Linked DNA regions of Mus musculus: regions 1 and 3 are each linked to region 2. Evidence: chromatin contacts called from public promoter capture Hi-C data. All regions are on one chromosome and are shown on one strand. Each heading gives the region's core, a stretch centred on a gene start, on an enhancer-like site or on the middle of the called end of the contact. The rest is flanking DNA. Distances are from core to core; before and after follow the strand shown.

Region 1 (3,284 bases), core at 232-2,731, 170 kb before region 2:
CTTCCTTTGGAACCCTTCCCACTCTCCAGAGTTCTTTCTTACTTTTCTTTTCTAAATCTATATTGATATTCCTGACTCTTTATCTCCATTCCCTTATTCTTCTTGAGATAATGAACGGGGAAGCTACTGGTTCTAGCTGGCTTGGGTGGCTCTTAATTGTCAAGCACCCTAGTTAAACTCTGTGTGGTAAACTCACCAAGAGCTGAGAGAGGATCCATCTCACTCTAAGAATCCATGCAATCATGAGGACATGTAGACATGGACTAAAGAGGCTTAAAGCCTTGAGATTGTGGATGTTAGAAGAAAATTAGTCCTTGTAACATCCCTCAACCCTTTACATCTCCGAATTACCTTCTCTGACCTCATTTCCTGTCTCTCTTCCCATTCCTCGTCTGCTGCAGGCATGTTGGCCTTTTCCTTGCTCCTTGAGTACACTGAATATGATTCTAGGCTCAGGCATTTGTACTGGCTCTTTCTTTTGTCTGAAACGATTTGCCAAAATCTTTAGCAGTGTCCTTATCTCCTCTGAGTCTGTCCCAACAGCACATTGTCACTTACTAAAGCTCCAGCCTCTAGGCTCCTCTCCCTGAGTAGAGGGACTTTTGTTTTGTCTACCTGCCAGAGTTTGGGCAAATAGTAAGATTCCCAAAGCATGTTTCTTTAAGGCAGCAAACTCCTTGGATATGCTTCTTGGTGCAGGAGAGAGCGAGTCATTACTGATAGGTAGGGCTTATGGAATGAGGTCATAGCCAAGGTTACTTAGTTAATTAATGCCAGGAGCAGGGCTTGAACTCAGGGCAGAGAAAATATCAACCTCCAGATACTCCTTAGTCTGTGACCTTAGGAAACCTTTACAAAACCCAACTTCCTCACATGTAAAATGTGAGGAAGAATCAGAAGAAAATCAGATCATTTCTCCTCACAGAAACTTTAAAGATGGAAAAGTCTGGAGATTGGAAAGATGGCTCAGTAGTTAAGGGCAGCTACTGCTCTTGTAGAGGACCAAAGTTCAGTTTTCAGAACTCACAACTGCCTGCAACTTCAGTTCCTTTGAGGATCAGACACAGGCCTGTGTGTGCATCCCTCCCCCACCCCACCCCCCACACACATACACACATTCACACAATTAAAATAATAAAATCTCAAAATCAGACTCAATAGAAGCAAAGATGAAAGGGCATATAAGTTCAGGGCTCTCCTCAAGGCTGTTTCTTCAACTAAACCTTTCCTGGTTGCCTAAAGCAGTCCCTTAGACAGTTCTGGATTGAATGAAAAGAGTTGACTCCAGTGAACTCAGAGGTCAGGCAACACAAAGAACAAGAAAGGAGAACATGATGGAAGGCAAGAAGGAGCTGAGAAGGAAGGTTGGCAGTGTAGCCGTGGTCTTGGGAATGTAGCAGCTTTGATCCAAATACTCCCTGCTCCAACTACTACAACTGCTACAGATGTCCCACACAACAGGGTTCAGTGGTGTGTGGAGGCCTCCTGTGGCCAGAACCTCACAGTGATGCACTGTTTCCATCACTGTGGCCGCCTGTTGAGCGTGGAGAAGCCACAACGATAAAGCAAAGGAGAGCTTCGAAGTATCAGAGCACAGGAGAGGTAGGGAGAAGGCCTCCCAAAAACCAGGCTCTTAAACCCAGTCTGTGTTTGGAAGTCAGCAAAGCAGCCATATGCAGCAGTTAGCCACCCAGAACAGCTGTCATTAGCTGACTTCTGTTGGATGACAGTGGCTGATGTGGGGACTTAGTGACTCGGCCCTATTGACTGTGGAAGCTCTGTATGCAGATTGGATTTAGGGAACTTTCATTGTTATACAAATGTGTGAATTAGAGTAGGTGTGGTTCCCTCAGGATTGCTCTGCCAACACTTAATGCACCACCCCCAAAAAGCTCAAAGCAAAGCAAAAAAAAAAAAAAAAAAAAAAAGCCCAAAAATGTATTTAACAAATGAGTGTTCCACTGAAAATCCATCAAGCACACGTAGGGTAAAGTCCAAAACAGGGTTCATCCTTTGGGCACCTCTAGGCCATCCCACAGCCTGGAAGCCCTGAAGCCTACATCTACCTCCTCCAACATCCTTCATCTGAATCAGGGGATGAGATCACTGTCTCGAGGACAATCTGATCTAGGAGCTAAGAGCGACTTTGACCACTTTTAGAGTGAAAAACTAAAAAGATCGTATTTTATGACAACTAAAGATGATAGGAATTTAGACTTCAGCATCCACGATTCAGATTTTTCTGGAACACAGCCATACTCATTTGTTTTCCTGTTGCTTATGACCAGCTGTGCTACAACAGGCAGAACTGGGTAGTTAGAACCCAGACCGCCTAGCCTGAAACCTTCCGAGTGCTAATCAGCTTTGTGTACTTTACGTACTTTCCTTTTGGTTGGCAGTGTTGGAGGTTCCAGTCCCTTGTCAGTTGGCCTGTTGCTTTTGGGGCTGCAGTGAGGGCCAGTACGTAGTAGGGAGGAGGGGAGGAGGAGGAAGGAGGGGAGGAGGGGAGGAGGAGGAAGGAGGGGAGGAGGGGAGGAGGGGAGGAGGGGAGGAGGGGAGGAGGGGAGGAGGGGAGGAGGGGAGGAGGGGAGGAGGGGAGGAGGAGGAAGGAGGGGAGGAGGGGAGGAGGGGAGGAGGAGGAAGGAGGGGAGGAGGGGAGGAGGGGAGGAGGGGAGGAGGGGAGGAGGGGAGGAGGGGAGGAGGGGAGGAGGGGAGGAGGGGAGGAGGGGAGGAGGGGAGGAGGGGAGGAGGGGAGGAGGGGAGGAGGGGAGGAGGGGAGGAGGGGAGGAGGGATCTCTTACATCATGGTAGCCTAGAAGCAAAGACAAGAGAAAGGGGTGCTTAGATCCCATTGGCTACTTCAAGGCACACCCCTCCCTTTTGGACCTAAAACCTCCTTCCCTAGGCCTACCTTGTAAAGGCTTCCACCACTCCCCAGTAGTGTCAGCCTGAAGACCAAGCATTTAACATACAGGCCTTTGGAAAGACACCCCGAGCCAAAGTTCTGCATTCACTACATGGTTATGTTTTTATACTGTTTGGAACTATAGGGGATGGCCTTTCCAGAAAATAAATTTTGATTCCTCAATATGGGCATTTTCTCCGTACCCTCAGGTAACTATCATAACCCCAAAAGCTTTTATTGATATGTGAGTTTGAGGTCAGAAGTCCTCTTGGATGTGCCCCAAACTTTCTGGATAGTCATTGTCTCTGGGAAGGCAGGACAATTCCACCTGTTTTCCTCTATACCCTCTACTCTTAGGTCCACACAAGGTTAGGTGCAT
Region 2 (3,253 bases), core at 213-2,712:
TTGTATGTGTATGTGTCTGTCTGCATGTGTGCCTGTGTATGTCTGTGTGTTGTGTGTGCATGTCTGTTTGTGCATGTGTGTGTGTATGTGTGCATGTTTGTATGTGTATGTGTCTGTCTGCATGTGTACCTGTATATGTCTGAGTGTTGTGTGTGCATGCCTGTTTGTGCATGTGTGTGTGTGTGTGTGCATGTTTGTATGTGTATGTGTATGTGTGTGTCTGTATATGTGCCTGTGCATGTGTGTCTGTGTGACTGTCTCTCTGTGTGTGCATGTGTGTGTATGTCTGTGTATCTGTCTATGTGTAAGTGCACTTGCAAGCCCACACAGGCATCCCTGGAAGGTGAGGGCTAGCTTCCCTAGACAGGCACCCATGAAATTCTCCTTGATGCCTGTCAGCAGTTCACTCACCCATGGCAACCCCTGCCTCAGATTCTCTTCCTGAAAAGAATCACTGTTACTCCGGGGCCTTTTACTCTTCAACTTCTGGGCACTGGCAGCCTCCAGTCCCCTGGGGTGAAATGAAGCCGTGGAACTGGATGCTTCTGTTAGCTAGAGGAAAAGAACGTACAGGAGCAAAATGTGTACAAAGTCACAATGTGATGGCTGGCAAAACCTTTTCTTTGTTTTATTTGCCTGTTTTTGGTTTGTTTGTTTGTTTGTTTGTTTTTGGTTTGATTGTTTGTAAGCTTCCCACACCCCTGAAAGGCAGGTTTCCTGAAAGTCAGATCTCTTAGAGACAACCATGGTACCAATTACTGAAATACTAAATTTTTCCTTCACCTACACAGTTTAACCCAGTCTCCTTAAGGGTGTCTCCCAATTTCTTCATTTAACTCAGTTTCCTCCGTACCTGCCCACCTTCCTTGGTACTTAATGTAATGCCTTAGAATAATTTAGTAAGATACTGCTAATAATCACGAGCTAATTACTGAAACTGAGAATCCACAGCGGACCTACCGGTATGGCAGCTTGCCCTCTACAGTTCAGCCCTGCAATTTAGTGGCTCAGAGACGTCCAGAGAAGAACCACTTTCTCTATTTCAAGTCAAAAGCGGCCAAACCCAAGGCTTATTCCCCTCTTCTGGTTTACAAGTACATCCCCAAACTTGATAACTACAACCATAAATCCTCTGTGACTTTAATAGAATTTTCTTTTTATGAGTTTAGACCTACCGCAGAGGAATAAGACTCTGTTACAAAAGGGAGTGTCTGTCTGAATTGCTTGGTTTACTAATAAAGAAAGATGCTCCTCCCGGGATACGAGTACCTCGAATACAGCAGGCTCGGTGCTTCCAGGCTGGCTTCTCTGACAGCTGTGCGCCTCCCCTCCCTCCGAACGGTGGTAGCAACTGCATCCTGGCTGTAGCCTCTTTGCACACAGCTCTTGACCCATACTAGCCCAGGTTCAAGGAGAAAACCCGCCCTTGAACCTCTTCCCACCCGCCTCTTCTCATTTGCTCCCCCTCTGCCAGAGGTCAGCAGAGAGGAGCTTCTCTGTGACTCACACGAGGGCTCTGCCTGGAGCAGTCTCATGACTTCAGCAGTTTTAGCTCATCAGTGCAAAGAATGCATCAGAACCGCAGCAGCTAGCGCTCATGTGTGCACACTCAAAAACAAGGAGGCTCTGCCCGAGAGAATACAACTGGGCACACTGGAGTAAGCTCTCTCTCACTCCAGCCACAAGTCAGTTCTGTGGATACACTCGCTTTCCCAGAATGTGCATAACCCTAGTGTTTATTGGCCTACCCTGGGGCTAAAGTGGTCATGCTGAGGGGTGTTCTATCCCTTGCTTTCATCTGAAAGCCTCTTGGGTTTCAAACTTGTTTTTCTTTTGAGGCAGTCTCTCCCAGCAGCCCAGCTAGTTTCCAAGTGGAGGTAATCCTCCTGCCTCAGCTTCTCCAGTCCCGGGATTGCAGATGAGAGCCATCTGACTCAGATTGGTTTTTCCAACATTAAAATGAGTTTGCAAACTAGCCAACTTTTAGAGTCAAAGGAACCACAGAACGGTGGTATGGAAAGAGAGCTGAGGATTCTGACTCCTTCTCTGCCTCCAAACGAAAGTCAATCTCAGTCTGACAGGGCAAAGCTATTCCTTCAAACACTAGTGATTACCTGTGTTGCTAATACTCTACAAATAGTGGAGAGTCAGGGTGGAGAGCGGAGTTTGAGCTGGGTATGATGGACCCAAGACCTCTGGAAGAGCAGACAGTGCTCTTAACTGTTGAGCCATCTCCCCAACCCCCAGTGGCACACTTGTAATCTCAGTACTTTGGAGACTGAAACAGCAGGGTGATGAGTTCAAGACTAGTCTGGACTACATAATGAGATTCTTTTCAAATTTCAAATAAAGAGGAAACAGAAACTGTGTGAGAGTGTGGTGTGTGTGAGTGTGGTGTGTGTGAGAGTTTGGTATATGTGTGAGTGTTTGTGTGAGAGTTTGTGAGAGTGTGGTGTGTGTGAGAGTGTGATGTGTGTGTACATGCACATATCTCCTCATTCCCCCATTCCTCCCTTCCTTTCATATCAGTATAATTAATGTTTAGTGTCTATAAATACTATATTAGTACTTGGCATTTCTAGGAATCTAATCTGGATCAAACTGCTTTGTAGTCTGTGATTGTAGATAGAACTCTTTTTCTATGAGAGGTGCATAATATTATTTCCATCATAATATGTCAATCACAATAACATACACAACAATATGAGAAAGGGGGCTATGTGTTATCACAACAGTACCCTGGATAGTTAACTTCTGAACTTTCCTCCGTTAAATCTTTACTTTTATGTGATCTAATTGTAGTGGTTTGAATAGAAATGGCCCCCATAGACTCATACATTTGAATGTTTGGCCCATAGGCAGTGAAGGCATTAGGAGGTGTGGCTTTGTTGGAGTAGGTGTGCCTTTGTTGGAGGAAGTGTTTCATTGTAAAAGTGGTCTTTGAAGTCTCATATGCTCAAGCTAGCCCCAGTAGTCTCCTGCTGCCTGTGGATCAAAATGTAGAACTCTCAGCTCTTTCTCCTGCACCATATCTGCCTGCACATCACCACCATGCTTCTTGCCTTGATGCTAATGGACTGACCCTCTGAAACTGTAAGCCAGCCCCAGCTAAGTGTTTTCCTTTATAAGAGTTGCGATGGTCACGGTGTTTCTTCACAGCCATGGAAACCCTAAGACATTAACCTTGAGCATATATTTTAAGTTTTATTTCAAAATAGCTACAAGCAAGCAAGCAAGGTATAGGGTCCATGCC
Region 3 (3,545 bases), core at 100-2,599, 150 kb before region 2:
GGTGTCTCCTTCATGTAAGAGTTAATTTCTTTGCATAAATACTTGGTTGTGAGAGTGCCAGTTCGTAGGGGAGTTCAAGGGTTCTCGACCTTCCTAATACTGTGAGCCTTTTAATACAGTTCCTCATGTTGTGGTGACTCTCAGCCAGAACATTGTTTTTGTTGCTACTTCATAACTGTCATTTTGCTACTGTTATTAATAGAAATGTTAGGCAAGATATCTGATATGTGACTCTCAAAGGAGTCGTGACTCACAGAGTTCTTGAGAACTGCCGGTGTAAAGAAACCTCCATAAGTGTTTTAGTTAGGATTTCTACTGATGCCATGACCAAAAACAACGTGCAAGAATGGGTTTATTTCACTTATTTATTATTTATTTATTTACATTCTACCCTACACTTTCAGGTAATAGTTTATAACTGAGAAGTCAGGGCAAGAACCTGGAGTCATGAACAGAGGCAAAAGCCATGGAGGGATGCTGTTTACTGGCTTGCTCCTCACAGCTTGCTCAGCCTGCTTTCTTGTAGAACCCAGGACCACCTGCCCAGGGGTGGCCCCACCCATAGTGAGCTGGGCTCCCCCACATCAACCATTGATCAAGAAAATACCCCTGCAGATTTGCCCCCAGGCCAGTCCTATGGAGACATTTTCTCAGTGAAGATCCCCTCTTCCCAGCTGTGACAGGAACCACCCAGCACAGTTTTCCAGTGGCCATTCCCACCGTGCATGTTTGAGTTTTCCTTCCTCTGTGTTCTCACCAGCATTTGCTACTTAGTCCTTTGAATCACAGCCATTGTGACTGGGTTGAGGTACTGGCTCTCTGTCCCTTTGATTTACAATTCTGCTTAGTGATACTGAGCGTCTTAATCTAACTTGGGGTCATTTGTGTGTCTTCAGACCATTTGCCAGAGTTTTGATTGGAGTTCTTCGTTGTGCTGTTCTTTAGTTATTATAATATCTGAATGTGTAGCCTTCTCTGTTGGACAGTTTGCAAATAACTCCTCTCAGTGTGTGGGTTGTCCCTTCACTCTGATACCCGTTTCCCTCACTGTGTAGAAGCCTCTTAGTTGGATATAATCCCATTAGTATGTTTTTACTTTTGCCTGTGGTTTTGGGAGTCTTATCCTAAAAGTATCTACTCTGATCACATGTCTTGAAGCATTTCCTTTGTGTTTTCTTCTAGTAAGTTCAAAGTTTCAGGTCTTAATTTAAGTCTTTGATTCTTTCGAGTTGTTTTTTGTATATCATGAGAGGGAGGAATTTAGGTTTCATTCCACATGTACTGCCTGACTCTTGCCCAAAAAAATGTTGTGGCAGCCACATTCTCAGCAGTGGGTGGGAAAGCCAGTCTCCCCACACCCTCTCTTTTGGAAAGCAGTTGTTGATTACCAAGCAGACTTGCTTATAGGGACGCAGTGAGCCCGTATCAGTTAATTACTTTCAGATATGTGACACCCACAGGACATCTGCTCTTAAGTGACAGCTGAGACTGGCCTGGTGAGACTCTGGCGTTCTGCCAAAGCTCTGGAACCTGACTTCTGACTCGTGACCTTCTTGCTGCTCCTTAGATGGTTTCTGCAGCTCGTTTCACCGATACACCCACAGTGACAGACCTTGTCCAGCCTGTGCTGACTGACTGATGGAGCTTCTTAGAACATTCCCCACGTTTCTCAAGCTTGTCCTTGGAATATTCTGGAAGCTTTTCTTCCTTTCTCCCTCCTTCCCTTCCTTCCTTCCTTCCTTCCTTCCTTCCTTCCTTCCTTCCTCCCTCCCTCCCTCCCTCCCTCCCTCCCTCCCTCCCTCCCTTTCTTCCTTCTTTCCTTTCTTCTTTCCTTCCTCTATCTTTCTGGTGACAGTAGAGCATGGTAGATTCTGGGTTTGAATCCTGCTTTTAACTGTGTGACCTTGGGCAGGTGACTTTCCCTTTCTGTTCATTGGATTTGTTTCTTCATGTGCCAAAATGGGAGTAATAATCATATCTGCCCCACTGTTCTTGTGAGGCCTAGGGCAGGTGAAACAGACAAAGAGACCTTTGTGGGAACAAGAGATACAGGTTCTCACACCCTTAATCCACAAAGCCTGCTACCCACCAGGAATCTCTCTTTTCTTGTCAACAGTGAATGAAATGTGACGGTCCCTCCGATGTCTGCTCTCTTATCTTATCGAGAGAGAGAGAGAGAGAGAGAGAGAGAGAGAGAGAGAGAGAGAGAAACAACACCCCTCTAGATACGGGAGGATGCCAAGATGTCTCCAAGGATGAGCTGCCGCCGATCTGTATCTTACATGAGAAAAATCTCCTTAAAGTTTGAGGAAGAGATTTCTTTAAAAATACCATCTTCACGACTAACAAAAATCACCCACATCAGACCACTCTGACAGCTGATAAGAAGCCTGCTCTCTGTCAGTCGCAACTCGAGTCTCCCGAAATCAGTGCAGGCCTCTTCCTTAACCCATTTTTCCTTTAATTAGAACTTTTTGCCTGAGACTTTCTGATCTAGATTTAGTTTTTATTTCCATAATAACTGGGACACACACACACACACACACACAAAAAGCCGGGCGTGGTGGTGCAGATTTCTGAGTTCGTGGCCAGCCTGGTCTACAAAGTGAGTTCCAGGACAGCCAGGGCTATACAGAGAAACCCTGTCTCAAAAAACAAAAACAAAAAAAAACCAAAAAAAAAAAAGCAAAACAAAAAAACAAAACAAAAAACAAAAAACAAAACTGGGACAAGGTTTCTTTAAGTTGGTATCAGAGGCAACCCAGACCAAGCGTTGAGACAAATGGAGCCTCCAGTCAGTATATAATAGATATAGCTATGATCTTGGGAGAGGTCATTTTCCAAACGTTTCTTTTCTTCAGCTCAGCAGTTGTACTTGTTGGGGAAGAATAAGACCCAGAAAAAAAGGCGCGCGAGAGAGTGTGTGTGTGTGTGTGTGAATATCTGCACATGTGGTTCATATATATATATATATATATATATATATATATATATATGTATGAGTGTGTGTATATTGTATATGTATGAGTGTGTATGTGTGTATGAATGTGTGTGTGAATATATTTGTGTATGGTGTGTGTGTATGTGTGTTATGTGTGAATATCTATGTGTGTTGTGTATGTGAATATGTGTATGTATGCATGTGTCAGTGTGTATGTATGAGTGTGTATATTGTATATGTGTGTGTATGAGTGTGTATGTGTGTATGAATGTGTGTGAATATCTATGCATATGGTATATGTGTATGTGTGTTATGTGTGAATATCTGTGTGTGTGGTATATTTGAATGTGTATGTATATTTGAATGTGTATGTATTTGAATGTGTATGTATGTATGTATGTGTCAGTGTGTATGTATGAGTGTGTATATTGTATATGCATATGTCTGTGTAAAAGTGTGTATGTGTGTTTGAATGTGTGTGTGAATATCTGTGTGTATGGTGTGTGTGATGTGTGTATGTATATGTCAGTGTGTATGTGTCTGTGGTGTGTATATGTGTATGTGCAAGTATGTATGTGTATATGTGTGCGAGTGTATGTGTGTG

What was found. Promoter capture Hi-C pulls out the DNA fragments that hold promoters and counts their contacts.
Region 1: a promoter capture Hi-C map of embryonic stem cells shows a contact between it and region 2, with 2.4 times the contacts expected there. The contact joins the enhancer-like site here to the promoter of Cdk15 in region 2. A contact is called at or near these places in 18 of 39 promoter capture datasets (the 3T3-L1 cell line, 3T3-L1-derived adipocytes, the C10 cell line and 13 more), 1 of 15 datasets of contacts at CTCF or cohesin (large pre-B cells), 12 of 484 Hi-C or Micro-C datasets (the C2C12 cell line, the G1E-ER4 cell line, the HL-1 cell line and 7 more), 4 of 115 datasets of contacts at active chromatin or transcription factors (all in embryonic stem cells) and 3 of 9 other capture datasets (adipose tissue, embryonic stem cells and macrophages).
Region 3: a promoter capture Hi-C map of the C10 cell line shows a contact between it and region 2. The contact joins the enhancer-like site here to the promoter of Cdk15 in region 2. A contact is called at or near these places in 12 of 39 promoter capture datasets (the 3T3-L1 cell line, the C10 cell line, the HPC-7 cell line and 7 more), 9 of 484 Hi-C or Micro-C datasets (the N1E-115 cell line, Sertoli cells, cumulus cells and 5 more), 2 of 115 datasets of contacts at active chromatin or transcription factors (both in embryonic stem cells) and 3 of 9 other capture datasets (adipose tissue, macrophages and pancreatic islet).

The regions. Positions count from the first base shown.
Region 1 is chr1:59,425,553-59,428,836 of GRCm38.p6, reverse strand. No RefSeq gene overlaps it. Among named protein-coding and RNA genes, the nearest start is that of Gm33724, 8.3 kb to the right of the region's middle. Within about 2 kb of position 1,481, at least 24 of the 459 cell types and tissues checked have an H3K27ac peak or open chromatin away from gene starts, as enhancers often do. A contact at or near this core is called in embryonic stem cells and liver, where this site is marked.
Region 2 is chr1:59,255,115-59,258,367 of GRCm38.p6, reverse strand. It overlaps Cdk15 (cyclin-dependent kinase 15), which reads right to left and starts at 1,462. Exons shown (of 14, transcript NM_001033373.3): 1 at 1,270-1,462; 2 at 412-552. The coding sequence starts at 1,395.
Region 3 is chr1:59,407,740-59,411,284 of GRCm38.p6, reverse strand. All of the region lies in intron 2 of Gm33724 (a long non-coding RNA gene), which reads left to right. Among named protein-coding and RNA genes, the nearest start is that of Gm33724, 9.4 kb to the left of the region's middle. Within about 2 kb of position 1,349, at least 47 of the 459 cell types and tissues checked have an H3K27ac peak or open chromatin away from gene starts, as enhancers often do. A contact at or near this core is called in the N1E-115 cell line and hippocampal neurons, where this site is marked.